Regions from separate parts of the Mus musculus genome. Here region 2 is linked to region 1. The links are chromatin contacts, called in public HiChIP or PLAC-seq maps. All regions are on one chromosome and are shown on one strand. The core of a region is the stretch at or near the end of the contact, and the rest is flanking DNA. Distances in the headings are between cores, read along the strand shown. Region 1 has its middle 7.8 kb from the start of Gm39725. Region 2 has its middle 76 kb from the start of Gm34130.

Evidence for each region. HiChIP or PLAC-seq counts read pairs in DNA pulled down with a chosen protein or histone mark.
Region 2: a contact with region 1 is called in an H3K27ac HiChIP or PLAC-seq map of T-cell acute lymphoblastic leukemia, with 3 times the contacts expected there. The contact joins two enhancer-like sites. A contact is called at or near these places in 2 of 115 datasets of contacts at active chromatin or transcription factors (T-cell acute lymphoblastic leukemia and embryonic stem cells) and 1 of 9 other capture datasets (liver).

What each region holds. Positions count from the first base shown.
Region 1 is chr1:184,004,127-184,006,851 of GRCm38.p6, reverse strand. No RefSeq gene overlaps it. Among named protein-coding and RNA genes, the nearest start is that of Gm39725, 7.8 kb to the left of the region's middle. Within about 2 kb of position 1,376, at least 90 of the 459 cell types and tissues checked have an H3K27ac peak or open chromatin away from gene starts, as enhancers often do. A contact at or near this core is called in T-cell acute lymphoblastic leukemia, where this site is marked.
Region 2 is chr1:183,860,297-183,863,021 of GRCm38.p6, reverse strand. No RefSeq gene overlaps it. Among named protein-coding and RNA genes, the nearest start is that of Gm34130, 76 kb to the left of the region's middle. Within about 2 kb of position 1,416, at least 5 of the 459 cell types and tissues checked have an H3K27ac peak or open chromatin away from gene starts, as enhancers often do. A contact at or near this core is called in T-cell acute lymphoblastic leukemia, where this site is marked.

The sequences.
Region 1 (2,725 bases), core at 127-2,626:
CTCAGCGGAATGATGCCTGCAGCAGTCTAAGCACTTTACCCATACCGTGTGCACATGCTGGCGGACCACTGAGCATCACACAGCCACCCCTGCAAAATGTCCACGAATTTTTACCATAGGGACTTCGCAGCATTGAATGAGGCGTTCAGAGATCATTCCTGCTTCAAAATTCTGCACAAAATCTCAGCAGGATGATGGCCAAGAGCACGTGTCGAGAACATATCACTATGGTTTGGTTGGCCTTGAAATTATCAGTGTCTTCTGAGCTTATGAGCAGTAAGCTTTGGGAAGGAGAGCCACATGGAGGGCCTCACTCCAGAGCCTCCCAAGACATCCCCTGGGACCCTCTGAAGCAATGCTTTTTTAAAACAACAGATACAATTGGAGGGTAAGTTGGCATGCTCATTGCAATTTGCCATAGTGGGGGACAAAGAAATGGAGGAGGAATATAAAGATCCCTTTAATAGAGGGAACACTGCTACCTTCCCTCCCCCACCCCTGCCAGTTTTGATGTGCTCAGCAGGAGCTGTGCAGTTGCAGGCTGTGGTGGAGTGTACACTGGAGTGTGAACAGGGCCACAAGGCACTTGACATTTGATTCTGAGTTCAGTGGAAACCAATGTGGTCACCTTGGGTTTCTTCCTAACTCCTTTAAAACTAGAACCTGATATGTTCTCTTAAGCATGGACCTTGGAATAGGCTGGCATAAATAAGCCCAGAAAGAGAGACCTGGGGGAAGACTAAATCTTGGAAGTGAGGGAGAACAAGGTAGAAAGAAAGACTGAGAAGAGAGGAAGAGAAATCATGATTCCTCCTACATTGGAGGAGGAGGAAGCAGAAGTGCTGTGGGACTGAATATGTGGCCTGTGTGTTCCCTGAGGTGCCTCAATTTGGCTTCCAGGGGACAGAAAGGAGCACTATCACCACAAAGCCCAGGAAGGGAGGTGAGACCAGACTCGTGGGAGGAGGGGATCTACCTGCTTCCTGTCCCAGGCTCTTCTGGTAACGTGAGCGAGTGTTGTGGTTTGCTAGCTGTTCTTGCTAACACCATGCCCTGCCTTGCAGGATGTGTGTGTGGTAAACATACCATCTGGATTAGAGAAATAGTTAGTCCCGGGGAGAGACTAAACATAGCAGGACGTCCATAAAGCTCTTAAATCTGACCACTTTGGGCCACCAAGAGGAGACCCAGAGGTTATACAAGCGAATTATTAAGTCTGGCTGAGAGGCCAGACACAGAGATGTTTCCATTTAGCCTTCTGAACATGCCCACAGCACAGGAAACTGATTCTCAGGTCACCCCAAGGTGCTGCTACCCTAAGTAACCATTGGGCCTTTGTGTTATATGGCTGACACCACTGGGGCATACACCTGTCTCCTGCCCTGAGCATTGGCAGAAACCTGGCTAGACAGTGTTTTCTTTCTATAACTTCATGTCTACCAAGAGAAGCTCATCTGAAGACTAGAAACCTTCTGCACAGTAACACTGTGGTGAGGAAAAAGTGTACTTCAGAGTTTGGGTTCAAATCTCAGTTCCAGTAGGAAGGACTTGGGTGGGTGACTGGCTCCTGGAGGGCTTGCTTTTTCCATTGTATCTCCATGATGAGTGGCTGAGTACTTCTAAAAGGCAATACATTTGTCCTAGTAGGCTTCTTGAGGAGCTAAATCTTCCTACATTCCCTTTATGAAATGATTTTCACAGGCAACTGAACCAGAAGGAGGCCACAATGCCCAATATCTATGAGTAGAAAAGGTGATCTGGGAGGGTTCTCCCTTTTCACCCCTTCCTGAATGGTGGGCAAGACATCTTAGTAAACAACACTGGACCCCCATTTTCTCCCAAATCATGTGACTTGAAAATACTCTGCAGGGGCTGTAGTGGTACATATATTCCTGGTGACCTGCCAGCCTCTTCAGAGCTCTAACTGAGGAACCCGACTGTGGTCGTGAACTCTCTCACTCAGGAACTTGGACTGGAAAGGATTTTGGATAAGAGATCCCGAGGGTCTCATTGATCCCTCATTGTGCATGTAACGGTAAGTGAGGTACGAATGACAGGCAAATTGAGGGTGTGGTTGAGTGAAGCCAAATTGTGTCTCAGTCTTGTCTATGACTGACTTCAACAGCACAGCCTAGCATTGAGCCATCCATGGCCTTTTTGCCTCAATGCATTTGCCCCAGTTTTCTGTGGAGAAACACTGAAATGGAGCTGCATGGTGTCACCTGGCCACTGCCCAGTTGCACACTGCCCTGCCTATCACACTTGCACAGTTTCAGAGCTCAGCCCCTAGGGATAGGAGGAGGAGGGGTGGGAGGGGCAAAGTGATCAAGAAAGGCCTCCAGACCAGTGCCACATTGAGCAGTGTTAACACAAGCTCCACCATCAGCTGCCAAGACGGAGGCAATCAACATGATTAATCACCCTCATAGCCATCTGGTGAAAGGATTTGAGAAATGCCACGTCATCATTAGCTCTCTGACTGGCCATCACAGATTCACTGGAAAATGTCAACCTGAAAGGCAAGCTTCATCCAAAGCCAACATATTGCTGAAAAAAATAATGGATTTCATACTGATATCCTCTCTTCTAGGCTCTTTCTCTCCCCATTGACAAAATGTTTTCTTGAGCTGGCTTGAATCTATAGCTAAATAAGAGCCAAGCAAGAGCAATTGGTTGCAGTGAATGTCCCTGGGGAAGAGGCAGAGATGGCAGAGACTGTGGCGAG
Region 2 (2,725 bases), core at 167-2,666, 140 kb after region 1:
GCCTGTCTCCCCCACAGGCATTGTCACTCAGTCACTGCTTCAAGTGGAGACAACATGGAGACTTAGCTAGGGTGGAGTCACCTAAGCTCATACTTGCTTCTATTAATTCTTGTAGGGTCCGAACCAGTTCACCTTCCCCTCAGCCTGAGCTCACTTCTACCCTCCTCTCTGCTCACCCACAGAGCAGCACCTAATAAATGTCTTGACATCCAGGCTCCATCCCAGAGCTGACCTACATATATGGACAATCTGCTGATCTAAAATTAGTCTCAAACAGTGAACTCTTTATTTCCATGAGTTGATACCAATATTCATTTCTGAGCAAAACATGACCTAAATCAGTGGGAAGCTGCTCACAGCTGTTACATCCTCTGCTTTTTGCTGCATGAATTTTCTCACACATGATGATAGCATGCTGGAGGAGGGCAGACCACTAGCACCTGGAGTCTAAGTCTGAGAAGTTCTTGTTTAGGATAGGATTGAGATCACTCACTAAAGATCTAATTTTTGAGTTCTGAAATACATCTAGCCCCCGAAATTAAAGACAAAAGATAGAGAGACTATCTTATATAAAGTGTATTTCAAATTCTCCTCTGTGCATTTACTGTTTCAGTATTTCCATTAGACAACTTGAAGTCTCAGCAATTCAGGTCTCCTTCAGAACTGTTCTTCTCTTATAAAAGAGTGTTTCTTATTTCTGTCCACTTATTCTGTGAAATGAGCCTCGAGATCATGTTGCCCAATTATCCCCTCCTGACATTTCCATCGAAACAGCACTTAGCATAAAATGAATGTGGGAAGAATTAATATCCCCGGAATATTTCTATATCCTCATCTGAGGACACGAAAATCACAGTCTCTGGTTTGTGTTTGCTGTAAGGTTTAATAATTTGAAATTTCTTCAGATCACCTCCACATATATTTCATTAGCTGTGCCAATGATATTTTGACTTTTATTTTGAAAGAAACCAAAAAGCCCTTTCCCCCATTAATTCTCCTAATTGACTATTACTTACTCTCAGAAAAAGTAATCCCATACAGCTTTTATGTTCACTGCCTCTTCCGAAACCACATGAGCTCTCATTCCAGCTTCTCAGTTGGATGTTCCTCTGTATTTAATTATGTCATCTGCAAATAATGATAATTTCATTCTCTCTTAAAATATTCATGCATCCTCTCTCCATCTCTTAGCCTATTGTGATGGACAGGACGTTCATAAGGAAGTGAGGCTATGATGGCAGAGGCAGGAATCTTGGTCGAGTTCCTGTTTTTAATTGGGATTGTCTCTGGTGCTCCGCCATTAAGCATTTGGCCAGCTGATGTTTTATGACACTTCAAATCATCTGCAGAAAGACTCTGTTCTTAGTTTCCTGAGGCTCTCTTTCTCATCTGTAAGTAATATGTTGTGTTGTGTCCTACTTTTTTGACATCTGATGAAATTACCATATGTTTGTCTCTTTTGAAGCACTGCTGTGTTGAACTATAGTAATAGGAAGCTATTCTTGAATTTTAAGATAGTCTATTTCCTGACAGCAAGTATCATTGATTCCTTTGTGGTGTGTGTGTGTGTGTGGGGGGTGTGCATACATGTTCAGGCATGTGCAGATGGACATGCATGTGTATGTTCATGAAAGAGGAAGGCGCAGAGATTAAAGCCATATACTGCCTTCTGCCCATCTTCATCTCACTTTTGTGGCCAAAATCTCACATGGGCTTGGAGCTCCTGACTGGCTGAGCCATCTGGTCAACCAGCTCGGGAATCTTCCTGCCTCCATTCCTAAGGCAGGTGCCACCACATCTGGCTTTCTACTGTGGGTGATAGGAATCTAAACTCAGGCAGTCATACTTGCAGGGCAAGCACCTTCCTGACTTGCTGATTCTTTGTGGAAGTTTAGATGTTTCACACCACACCCACCACTGAGACCAATCTGTACAGCAAATGTTCTCTATGGTGAGACAATGTAACAATTTACAAATAGTGCTGACATAGCTAAGGGCCTGTGGCAGAAAGAAGAGGAAAATGAATTTGCTTAGTAAGTGATTTCACTTTTCCTATAGAAAAAACGTATCCCACAGTTAAAAGACAAATAGAAATGTGTTTAAAAATAGCTGACAGAGAGCCAATTCTATATTTTACAAAAGAAATGCAATCCATAATGAAATAATCAGTAGCTATAAACTGAAAAAATACAAATGGACAATATAATTTGAAATAATGCCAAACCCTTTTGAAAATTAGAGGAATGTAATTCACAACAATATTAAATGTTCTTTTATGCATCAGAAAATAGCAAAATTCCAATATTAACATGAGACTTACTTCTGGCAAGGGAGTGAGAAGATGGACACTTACACTCCTTTTTGGTTCTTTTTTTAAGAGAAGGATGTGATGACAGCCATCAAAGGAAAGTTTAGAAATACAGCACATAAATTAAAAGAATCCAGAAATTCTGCTGCAAAGGCTTTATCTTAGGGGTTAATTCATAAAACAGATGAAGAAAGACAAAAATAAACCAAACCAGCTAACTCCCATAGAAGTTGAATTACTGGAGACATCTCATTGGTTGGGGTGATATATCATAATTATGAACAGACAGGGATCTGTGTGAACTGATATGAAAATTTTTAGATACAGACCACTGAAAAAGAGAAAAGAAAATTATAGACATATATAGATGCATATATGGGGTATAATATATGTAATATAATATATTATATAATTAAT